Regions from separate parts of the Mus musculus genome. Here region 2 is linked to region 1. A link is a contact called in public Hi-C data. All regions are on one chromosome and are shown on one strand. Each heading gives the region's core, a stretch centred on a gene start, on an enhancer-like site or on the middle of the called end of the contact. The rest is flanking DNA. Distances are from core to core; before and after follow the strand shown.

The links. Hi-C and Micro-C count contacts between places; a contact is called where the count stands out from the background.
Region 2: a contact with region 1 is called in a Hi-C map of cerebellum, with 2.0 times the contacts expected there. The contact joins the promoter of Robo2 here to the enhancer-like site in region 1. A contact is called at or near these places in 5 of 484 Hi-C or Micro-C datasets (cerebellar granule neurons, cerebellum, cerebral cortex and 1 more) and 1 of 9 other capture datasets (adipose tissue).

The regions. Positions count from the first base shown.
Region 1 is chr16:74,313,106-74,319,356 of GRCm38.p6, reverse strand. The region is part of intron 2 of Robo2 (roundabout guidance receptor 2); the gene reads left to right. Among named protein-coding and RNA genes, the nearest start is that of Mir691, 26 kb to the left of the region's middle. Within about 2 kb of position 3,011, at least 4 of the 459 cell types and tissues checked have an H3K27ac peak or open chromatin away from gene starts, as enhancers often do. A contact at or near this core is called in cerebellum, where this site is marked.
Region 2 is chr16:74,409,416-74,415,666 of GRCm38.p6, reverse strand. It overlaps Robo2 (roundabout guidance receptor 2), which reads left to right and starts at 3,842. Exons shown (of 28, transcript NM_175549.5): 1 at 3,842-4,815. The coding sequence starts at 4,755.

The sequences.
Region 1 (6,251 bases), core at 1,762-4,261:
TGTGTGCATACCCCAGAATTCAGTATATTCCTTTAAAGAGCACACTCTAAATTTTTCCATAAGGAGAAAGAAAGGCAACTAACCATTCTTTCCTCTTGCCCACACTAGTCGTTTGTCAGTACAGAACTATAATCTGAGAACAGCATATCTTAGCATCCTGTTGCTGTGATTTGTTTTTATTGGTGAGAAGTATTTTCTCAGCCTTCACTGAACATGTGCACTGGCTCTGTATGAAAGGTAAATATATAAGTCCTTAAAGCTAACATAAATGAAAATCTCAAGATAAGTTTCCACTAACTGAAATGCAGAAGCCCGAGTCTCTCCTGAACTTCTTGTCTCAACAAAAAGACATCTGAGACCACAAACAAAAGCAAACTTCGGTTGTGTTGCTTCTAAACATTTCATAATTCGCTTCCACAAGTCATTCTTCAATCACAGCTTTATTGTGCTTTAGTTCATATGCCATAAAATTTGTTCATTTAAATGGTCAGACATCATTTTTGGTGTGATATTGTATATCTAGTATAAATTCAACACACTGCCTCTTCTCTTATGATTGTTCAATAGTTATGGAATGGATGACGGCTAGATTTTAACATAAAGAACCAAGGAAACAAGTGTATTTACCCTTGCGTACCCAGTGATGCACATGTCTGATTAATTCTAGTTATTTTGTTAGTCATATTCTAGAATTTGCCTAAAATTCATGATTTCCTAATATTATTATTATGTTTACCATTCTGAGCCTTCCTGTGAAAGTCACATTTTTCCAAGAGTCCCCCAACTGCTGCTCTTTCTAGATGACCTGTTGTTCAATTACACTTGGTATATTTGCCACTAATCTAAGTTTACTTTTTCTATGACACTTTGCTTGTTGGATGATATTGTTCTTCAGATGATGTTCCAATGAAAAGTCCTCCAATGATGGACAATCAGTGCTACCCGTGAGTAGTTTCAGTTTTATTTATAGAGCCTTGTTTTTCACATTCTTCACCATAGCACATTTCCTCTGCATTGAGAAGACCTCCCACTTGTGCTTTCATTGATATTTAATTCTGAAACAGTGACTTTTTGAAATTGTTAATGAATTTGGTCTTCTTTTTTCTTTCCATTAAATGTGATCCAAGATGATAAAGAAGGATTCTTTTCACAATCTATTTTTTCCTACATGCCCACCTAAAGCCCTGCTGAATAAATATTGTTTTAACACTTCAAAACAGTTTGTTTCTCTGTTTGTTTGTTTTTCTCCTGGGAGTCACTGATGGACATCTTGACTCTTTAAAATTTTTTGAGAGTATATTGCATATTTGATATATCTTCTGGATAGATTTCCTCCTTGTCAGCTTACAGTACTTTATATATTATGTAGGTAGATTATAGTCAAATTTGATGTGCATAGATATAGTGCATCTACAGGATTATTTACAAATTCCAACTAAATATCAAGTGACATAATGAAATGAATAAAATGCAGACACTTAGATGTGAGTGGGATGTGCAGATGACAGGGATAGTATAATATATGGAAACAGGGCTCACACATGATGAACAATCATTTTGGATTAAGAAGTACAAAGAGCTTCCTTTTAGGGGGAAATTTGTAAAAAGGTCAAATTTTTACTAATTTCATGATAAATTGGTGAGGAATAAATTGAGATGTTTCTCACACAGATCTCAAATTAAGCTTATTAATAATCTTCTGTCGAGAACATGATGACAAAATGTAGATCAGCTACATCCCTAAGAGTTTTTTCTTTTCATTCTAACTTTGGATTAGATGGATTTGTGTGGACTGTGATAGGCAGTGTCAGTAGCTTTGTTATAATTATCATTTTCTATTTGAATTTAAATAGTAGTATTTAAGTTTAAACTGTAAATCAATGCTTTGTTTGTTCTGAGTCAAAACCCTAATTAGGAAGGACAGTTTTTTTTTTAAATAATCAAATCTTTCAAATGTTATATTACCATAAAACTATAAATATTAGCAGAACTTATACAAGAAGAATATTTTGTTTTAATTCAACATCTTAAAAGAGCACTCCTTTTTCCTCTAAGAATGTAATATTTTATTCTTTTCTAGACAAAACTTAAATGAGAGAATTAGGGAAGGAGATTAAAATAAATGTAATATAAACACGTCAGCTTAGGTAATGACAAACATGTTGATTCTTTTCTCACATTAAACAACATGGAGCCATTCTAATTGGTTTTCTCTGATTGCTTAAAGTAATTCCAAAACTCCCATGTCTGACTTGTATTTGTGTGTGTGTAGTGTATGGGAGCAATCGGTGTTTGTTCAGTGAATATCGGGGAAGCATACAGGGCACGTTTGCACAAGGTTTGCGAAGATGGTGATGAGGAGTCACAATTCAGGCTGGCAATGTGTCTCAGTAGGGAAAAGGGCTTGTCTTGTACCACAAGCAGAAAAACCCAAGTCTGATGCTGAGAACCCTCCATAAAGCCAGATGTGGTGGCTCACATTTGTCACCAGTGCCAGAAGCCAGACACCTGGGCTTTTCCAGCTGGCTCACGTTAGCAAATTTAGTTTGCTAAACTGAACTCAGGTGTGTTGAGAAAGCTTGTGTCAAAAATTAAATAATAAAAATAAAGCAAAGATATATTGAGGGTGACACTGGATTTCAACACTTTACCTCCATATAGGTTCCTGCGTTCCACAGGCATTCACAGTTCCATATACATGTACACACATATGCACATACAACACACATGCAAGCACACAGAGTCCTAAAATAAATATGGAAGTGTCTCTGCTAAGCAGTGCTAAAAATTTCACGTATACTAGTTAAATATACACAGTGAAGAAGAAATTATATCCTCTATATGTTACAACATCCCAGCCTGCTGCCCTCTTAGGAAGCCAGAGACATCAAAGAGCCACGTACTGACCTTCCCTATTGTCTGGGCATGTAGTCTTCTATCAGTAGCATGCCACAATCCGCACAATACACGTGTATCTCCTGCCTGTTCAGGGTTTGGCAGCCAGATCCCTGCACCTGTTTGCTTATACATGAGCTATGCATGTCTGAATTTAAATAGATGCAGGGGGGTGGAACACGGGGTGTTGGGGGTGGGGAAGGGCAGTGCCTCTGTCAGAAGCAGTTCGTTTCTGCATTTAGAAGAGACAAACCAGCCTGCAGGAAAACCTGGAATATAGCATACAAAAACTAACCGCCGTTTTCACTCTAATATCCATCAAAACCGTGTCCTTGATTATGTAGAGAATTATGAATAAGATCATTAATTATTGTTAGAGTCTTTTTTTTTCATATCATCATTCTTTAAAAGTCTTTAAAGGATGGCATAGTAAAATTGAAGAGACAGCATGAATTTCTGCCCCTCCTACAAGTGAAATATAGCCAGTGTTTAGTAAACACACCCTTTAGGTTACTATTTGGAATATATATGGAATATACACCTTCTTAGATTAGATTAGATGAGGTTAGATCAGATTAGAGCTTAAGGAGGAGCATAATTACTGACTCTTTGCTTTACTAAATTATGTTCAAATTTGTCCAAATAAACTCTTACTTACTTTTTGGCATTGAACATGGATGGTTTTCACTTTATATGTGAAAAACATTTAAAACTTCTTCCTGCTTTTGGTGTGTGATATTCCTGTGAATTTGGGTGGTGTATTTAATCTTCCTGAGTTATTTTTACTTCTCAAAGGCCATTGCCCACTTGACTTGCCTTCAGAGGGTCAGAGTTTAGTGACATAATTCTTTTGCGTGTTATTTTTCAAACTACAGAGTATCATATAAAATCAAATATGGCTCATTTTGCCTTTGATGTACAGATTATCTTATTTTTTTTTCAAAAGATAAAAGGCTCAAAAGTTTACTGTTAAATATATTTCATAAAGTCTTAATATTTCAAATAATAGAAGCAATTTTTATTTATAGCACATTGTCGTGTGTTGATATGTTTTCCTATCATGTAGAATAAACTTACCTCTATCGTGTCAAAATGGGGATTTCCCATAATATGATTGTGCAATTTAATACTTTGAGTACAGAGCTTCACAAAACAAATAAAACAAGAAGTTGTAAAAGATCTGTTGCATGTGGACATACCTTGAAGGGGTCTAAGTTGTCACTTTTTCAGGACCCCATGAAGTTTAAGCAAATAAACAGCCTTGAACTTTGCACACAGAGTTCCAGGACCTGGGCAGAAGGGCACACATCTGCAGGTCCTTGCATGACTAATTTCCTGTCAGCAAGTGATTTTATTATCATTTAAATACGAATTTATGATAATATCAGTAAACATGGCAGATGGCCTGATTGGTAAATTTTAAGGCGATGGGTTTAAAAACGTACTGTGTTTCTCTTGTGAATGCTTCCTCTGTCTCTCACCTTGCTTCTGTCTGTGCCTGAGTTAACCCCTTTGTTCTGTTGATTTTATCCTTTCTAAAGATTAAAGGTGCCTGATACCACATGGCAGAGTCTGTTTATCTGCGGATAAAGTGTGCTTTGCTATCATGCTTTGCATTACAGATAGAGGAAAACCCAGTTATGACTAGATATGTCTGTGTGATTCGTGATGATTTCTGCATATTATTTTCTTTTTGATCACTACTTATGCACAACTTAACAAGACAGAAAAACTACCAGAACGTCTTAGTTCATATTTGCTGTAAACTTAAAATAATATATGTGAAGAACTATCCAGTTTTCATAGTCTCATATTTCCTTCTCACAGATCTGTATTTTTTTTTAAATTTGAATATAGCAACCAGTAAGGGTCTCTGAAACAGAGGACAGATTGATGATATTACAACCTTCACAGTATTTTTCCTAAAGAAAACAGATACCAAAATATTTTGTATCTAGTGAAATTTGGAAAAATTTTTAAATAGCATAGCAATGTATCTCTAAATAGGAAATAAATATTAACTACAGTTCATGATCTTGTTGACAAAATAAATCTAATACAGAAATACAAATTGCTTATTAAGCTAAGATAAATGGTTAAATTTCTTCAATCATAGTTTTAAGAAAATTAAAAAAAAAATGTGAATGTCTTCTCCTCACTTCGAACCCAAAAATTGTTTGAGAAAGTTGGTATTGAATTAAAATGTAGTGGTGTTAATACTGATGCCTTATGACTTATGATATCTATGGAAGTCGATGCTCTAAAGTGTATTTTAATGGTATGACACAGTAAACACTTGCTTGGGAAATTACCGTCTGTGTGTAGCCTTTCGAGAGTTTCTCAGGAAGTTCTTCTAGGCTTACAGAACCTTGCTCAGAGTCTGTGAGACTGAAAATTTCCCTTGAGTACTTGTTAAGGGAGTTTGTATTCCCGTAAGTCAGTGGTGGATTATGGGAGATTTAGATACTTCTGTTGGCATCAGTCAAGTTCAGACATCTTTCTAACAAACTCACAGCTTGAACCTCCTCACCTTCCAATGATGGTGCTGGCTGCCTAGAAAGCAAACTGTTGAATGACAGCTATAGGAAGGAAGGATTCTGACTAGGATCCGGTTTAGCCCTGGTAGTGAATAATTCTAATTATTTTGTGATTTGACTTTTTCTCTCCACTTTTAGTCATTCAACTACCAATAAATATCAAGATTCTCCCTTCAGTTACATTTAAAAATCCACATGTTTGTTTTCATAATTATTTATTGGAAAATTTGGTTTAAAAAGAAAATAATAAATAAGACACTAGATTTTTCTCAGGAAAATATCATAACAGAATGCATATTTTTGTTTATGATTTTGTTCTCCATTTCAGTGGCTGGACAACTATATTTTTTTCTTTTTCTCTAACGTGAAACAAAAGTTAAATGGGGGAAATCTAAGTAAGGAGGCACAATATTCTCTTTTGAAATGATGAATTTAACTGAACCACTCAGAACTCCCCTGCTGGGCTCAGGCAAGCTGAAATTAATTCAAGAAGACAGATAAAATTTTTTACCAGGCCGGGTGGAGATGACGGATGTGACAGCTCTCAGTTAAAATGTCTTTTTAGTGGCAAATGCATGTGTATTAGTCAGGAGATGTGACACAACTGTCCCTGGCGAGAGAAAATGAGCCAGTGACCATTTGCATTTAGAACAAAAGAAAAATTTCTTAATGGTACAATGTGGAAGAAAATATATTTTATTTGTTCACATTTGGAAATATTTTACATAATACAGTCACTTCAGTAAAAGCAACAACAACAAAACCCTCTGAGCATTAAAAGAAACATTTTATCTCATGCAGATTATAAAATAATAGATA
Region 2 (6,251 bases), core at 2,593-5,092, 95 kb before region 1:
GTATAAGGTAGATTTAGTATGTATTGATATAAGTATTAATGACTATCTTAAAATGAAGTAATTGCAATCGGGGATTTCCAGATTATTTCAGAAGAATAATATTTTATCATACTTGTCTGCCTCAGAATCTTTCTTGGGAAAGATGGAACAAGATAAAACAAAATAATGCAGGGGCAAGCAAATCATTCTTGTCTGGTCAGGAGTTTTTACACATTATTTTAATTGCCTGATGTCTTATTGTAGGTAATGACCCATATATTTTATTTAAATTTGATATGGAAAAATTGTATGCTAAAGCAATTTTACACAGAAAAAAATCCATCTGAACAGCCCTTGACTTTAAAACTGATTCCTTAATGATAAGTGAAGCAATTTCTCTTTTCCCTTCCATCCTCCCTCCCTTCCTCCCTTCCTCCCTTCCCCCCTTTCCTCCTTCCTCCCTTCCTCCCTTCCTCCCTCCCTCCCTTCCTCCCTCCCTCCCTCCCTCCCTCCCTCCCTCCCTCCTCCCTCCCTCCCTTCCTTCCTTGCTCCCTTCCTCCCATCCTTCCTTCCTTTTTTTCTGTCTCTCTTTCTTTCTGTCTTCTTTCTTTCTTTCTTTCTTTCTTTCTTTCTTTCTGTCTGTCTGTCTGTCTGTCTGTATTTCTTTCTTTCTTTCTTCTGTCTTCTTTATTTCTTTCTTTTCTTTTCTTCCTCTTCATATGCTAAAATGGATTTTCCAACTTCTACCACAAGGCTAAGGTTTTAAAGACTTTTGTTTACCTACAAAGGAAGGAACAATATCTAGAACAAATAATCCACCTTTATAATTGGTGTTCACTTAAAGCACATCAAATTCAACTGAAGTATGATTTCTTCAGCACAGATTCTCTGAAATCTTGCAGAAAATAATGCTGTTGCTTCTCTTGGTCTTAATATCATTTACATTAAACTTCTGACTAAGGACCTCTTACTGTTGCTCATTTAATGTGCAAGTTTTGATTATTACCTTAAAATTTCCTTTAACTAGCATTGATATATCATGTTTTCTTTAGGCACATTATATTATCAAAGGAGATATTGGCAAAGCATTCTTCTATGAATCAATTCCAAATTTGTGTTCGAGAAAAAATATAAAATATACACTCCAAAATAACTTTGCTTCAGATTTAATTTCTTAGTAGAAATAATTGCACACAAGAAGGCATCAATACAAAGTCATTGTCCTTTTTTTGTGACTTCTGTAAGGTAGTTGTGAATATAAAATACTGGTGTTTGGCAAAAACTGACTTATTAAATAAAATCATTAACTAAAACTCCTCCGTGGAAGTGATCTTCATACTCTACATGTGAATACATTTCTGTGAAGTAAAATGCAGCAATTTCTACCCTAGGAGACAGGAGGAATTGTTGGGTGGGCCCTCTCCCATCCATTCTCTCTGATTCTCCAAACACACTAGTTCTGACTCCTGAATGATTTTATAGGTTTTTTTTTTTTTTTTTTTTTTTTTTTAGAAATGCTCTTGTAATTGGAAAGTAGTTAAATTAGAAGCCAGAAGAAAACTCCTGAGTGGAATATGCCGGTTCTCTTTTCCCAGATCTTCCTTAACATTGAAAGTCTCATTAGCTTATTTGATTTTTAATTCTTGCAGAATATCATTATGGAACTTGTGTTTGTTAGAAAGGAAACAGTTTTGAACTCAGGAGCAATATAATTTGCTTGAGATTAGAGGAAGTGTTTCTTGGATAGAAGAACAAGACAGATTTTTTTTCCAATACTTGACTTAAAACCTAATACAATGTCCAAGCCAAAGGTTTACATAATCATCAACTATTTTCTAGCATCCTGGCGAGGTAACAGACATTAATCCAGGACACTCTTGGATTTTTCTTTCTCATGGTGTTATCAAACACAGAACTCCTGTCTTCAGGTGGTGCCATTCAACACATAAACTTTCTTTTCTTTCTTTCTTTCTTTCTTTCTTTCTTTCTTTCTTTCTTTCTTTCTTTCTTTCTTTGCATATGATGCTATGCTAATTTTGGAGTCAATACTTGAAGAATTTAGCAGTTTTGAAGTACAATCTTTAGCCAAAAAGGAAAAAAAAAAGGTACTTTCTGTTTTATTTATGAGGATAGAGCGTACTTCAAAACTGCTAGAAATGACTTTTGATGCTTCATGAGAAGTGTGGCTTACTTAAGTTCAGTCCTTTGAGCAACGAGAGTTTTATTGCCATCATGAACAAGCCTCTGGAATGCCAAGAGAACTCTCCTAAGTGCTTGCTTAAATGTCGTTGGCTTTTTTTTTTTTTTTTTTTTTTTTGAGGGAAAAACACTCCATTTCTAATTATAAGCAAAGGAGATCTTAGTTCAATGGAGGCACCAAAACACATCCGACCAAACAAAAGGCTCCTCAAATGTCCTCAAATATCGTTTCTTTCCTAATATTTTCCAGTAGGGGGAACTAAAGACTCGCCAAGCAGAGGCTTGCTTGGCTCAGGGACCTGCGTGAGTTCCTGTCAGGCGCTTTTATAATCACCTGAACAAGCATCAAACAGCTACCAAGCAAAGCTTTTGATCACACGTGGGTCCGGCCACAACGGCCATGTCAGGGCACCTTAGACAGTGGCAGGAATCGGATTGAAAGTGGCCTTCTCTAACTGTGCCCAGCCCTAATAGCATCTATTCGGTAGTTTTTGCTTGGACTGTATTCCCTTTTATCGTGCTTGGGCAGAAATTCCGCTCCAGCTCATGTTAGCCTAGTTGGGTTATCAGCGTTCCTAAATCAGAGGCTGCTTTTCCTAATTCTCTTTTAGAGGTCCTAAAAAGAGCGAAGGCTCTAGAAAACCACTTCCTCAAGTCTTTTGATCCTCGACCTCCTCCATTCCCAGAGTCTTCTGCAGGACTCATTTATCACAAGGTCCCGAATTATAGTCCGTGAGTGTTGAGAGGTCAGGAGGCAACTGAGCAACATTAGCCCGATGCCAGTCCTCCCCCTATTTTCTCTTGGGGATTCCGTAGTTAGCCATAGATCTTGGCTAAAACAAGCTGGCCGAGATTAGAGATACCCCTCCCCTACATCCACATAGTTGGTTTTGTGTGTGGTGCGGTGGGGGGTGGGCAAGTTCACTTACAACCACAGAGGGTGTATGTACACAAAACCTTTCTACTCCAATAGATACTTCTTTCACTCCCCTGCTCTCCCTGTTGGCCAGCTTCTTTCTGGTAAAAGGTGAACTCTGTGTGTGTGTGTGTGTGTGTGTGTATGTGTGTGTGTGTGTGTGTGTGTGTGTGTGTGTGTGTGTGTGTGTGGTGATTTTAACAGGTAATGAGGCTGTGCCCGGGGTCCTGGAAGATCATTTTTTTTTTCTAGAAAAGCTCTTGTGCAGCTCCAGCAGACGGAGCGATGAATAATTAGGAAGGGCTTCCATGAAATCACTCACCGAGAAAATTACCTGCCCATTAAACGGGCCGCGTGAAGAGCAGGAGGCTGGAAGCCCACCTCACCCCTCCAGAGGAGGGAGGGAGGGGGACGCCCAGGAGGCTCCCAGAATGGGAAAGAGTTGATGGCAGTCCTAGCGAGCCCGCAGCGGTTCCACATTGGTTTATTTCTGTCCCCCCAAGACTTATTCGCTTGCCTGGTTACCCTTGCTCCGCGGACCCCGGGGAGGGCTGTCTCCCCCTGCACGGGACAGTGATCGGGTGGAGGTGGAGATCCGCGTACACCCCTCCATCCTTCAACCCCTCCCGGGGATATACTGGGAGCAGCTCTTTCCTCCCCTCCTCTCCTGCTTCCTCGCCTTCCCTCCTCCAAGTCCTTCCAGCCCCCAGCAGCTGCTGGAGGAGGCGGTCGCAGCGCAGCCTCCGCCTCTGAAGCGGTGACTGTCCCGAAAGAGGCTGGAGGCAGCACTACTCCCGGAGGCTGGACCACGCGTGAGCATCCTCAGGGCTCCCAGGTCCGGAGCTCCTAGATCTGGCGGTGCTCGCCAGCAGCAGCTGGACGCTAGATCTCTCCGGGGCGGCCCCTCCCGGGTGGCCGCGGCCTCAGCTCAGCCCCTCCCTCTTCCCTTGCTTCTTCTCCTCGCCCTCCTCCTCGCTCCCTCACCACGTAGGAGTTCCCATTCTCCACCCAAGCCGTCCTGCCTTCCCCTTTTCCTTCCTTTTGGAAACCAGAGACTCCGAGGGAGGCGACCAGGCTGCGGAGGAGAGGGCCGGCTCACAAAGTGCTGCTTTGACACATCCTTAGGATGGAAGTTAAGTGAAAACAGAACCACACAAAACAAAACTCCGCGAAGTGGTGCTGCTACGGAGGAAACCAAGGGGAGAAAAACCCGGTGGGCAGGTCAATGGTTGCTTCGCAGCGCTTTGGCAAGTTTGTGGAACACTTTCTAGGAATTAGGTCTTTTTTGTACCCCCATCATCTTCTTGACTTCCGAAGAAAGAAGTTGTGTTTGGATTGCAATGGAGTCTAAGGAGACAGGGCTAGACGCACGTGAATAGTCCCGCCAGCTGGGCTGAATTTGTGGGAATTTAGAAAGACAGCCTGTGGAAGTGCAACGTCTCTGAAGTCCCCTGGGTTCATTCGGATGGCACCTAACGCGTCCCGTGACAGACCTCTTCACCAACAGCTTCCGATGTTGCCATTTTGCTCTTCTTGACCTTAATTAATCTCTAGGAAAGTCTAAACTTCGGACCTACCTCTTTTTTTGATACTTATTTTTGTACTTCTGCTCTCTGGGATTGGTTTCTTAAACAACCTGGATCCTTTTTCATATGTCAAAATGAATCCTCTGATGTTTACACTATTATTGCTCTTTGGATTTCTCTGCATTCAGATTGATGGTGAGTTAAAGCACCCCTTTTTCTCTGAGATTGTTGTGCCTTCTAAAGAAAATGACAGTGTAGTTGGGAGTATGTTTGGCGAGGCACAAGCTCTTCAGGGCTAGAGGTTCTATGCCTTTTGTTTCTAACCTGATGCTAGTGGAACACCTTATTGTTACTGTTATTGTGATTCATTAATTGAGGCGTTTAGCAGTAAGTGATGGGCTCCCAGCTTAGAAGAGTAACTATTAAAAAACAATGCTAAGAGAGAACCCCGAATGGTTGTGACTACTCTCTCTCTTTGGTATTTGTTCTGGTATCTAAACTTTGGCTTAGGCATTCAACTGCAGAACTATAGTAGGCGATACTTGGAGGGGCATTTAGTGAGGATTTGATAAGGGTATCTCTAGGTTCAAAGTGTATCACCTGTGTGTGAATGAATGCTATCCCAGCGCGAAATCAGAATGAAGGATTTAGATCACAGAGAGAAAACTGTCACAAGTGAGACTGGGCGAGGCTCCAGGAAGGAGGCAGTACCCACTCTGGGCTGGCTACAGGCTGGGAGCCCTCAGCTGAGTCCCCAGTGGGCAAACACAATGGAGACTCAGAACAGGTGCTGTAGGTGTCTCCCGCTAGGCTGTGCCACTCTGTCAAGCAGACAGTTTTCAACCTCTGCCTTTCCTGTCTTTTGTTCAGAGTTAGTTTCCTGGGATAGCTTCACTGAATCGTCACCCAAGCTTTTCTGTAGCTGTTTGAATGAGAAGTATTAATAATTATAAATATACGGTGGGTTTCTTCTTTGAAACTAAAACATATTTGGTGCTAGCTTTCTAGGGATATATATATCTCAAGTGTTTATGAAGAGTGGACTGAGCCACCATGTCCTAGTCATGGCAATAACTTTCATTTCTAATGCTTATAAAGAATCGGAAGCATATTAATCCAAATATTTAAGACATCAAGATAACATGTTGCTACATAAACTTTCCTTTGAATTCATTACTTGGGACATTGCCTATTATTGCCCATCTGTAGGAGCCAACTGTGGGTCTGGCAGCTGCTATGCAGAGCCTGAGTATCAGACTCAAAGGGAAGGCTATCTATAAACACAAGGCAATACAGAAGTGCACCTACTGCCAAGTGGCTGTTTTCAGCTGTGGAGTACATGAGTTCATTTGCTTTTCTCCAAGTAATAGCGACCCAGAAGCGGTGAATGTGTGCGCAGTTTTTCTCTCTCCCTGCAAAATAGTAGAAGCTTAGGATTTGGTGACTTCAATTGACACTGTGGTGATTTCTATCATTATATCAATACCCATTTTATTTCTAACAGGTTTGCTTTAACACTACCTGAATATCATCCTAACACAAAGGTTTATGCATTCCAAATATGTTTGATTGTTGTACTAAGACTTTTCCATAGCAATGCATTTAAAAATTACATATTGGAGGTAGAATTA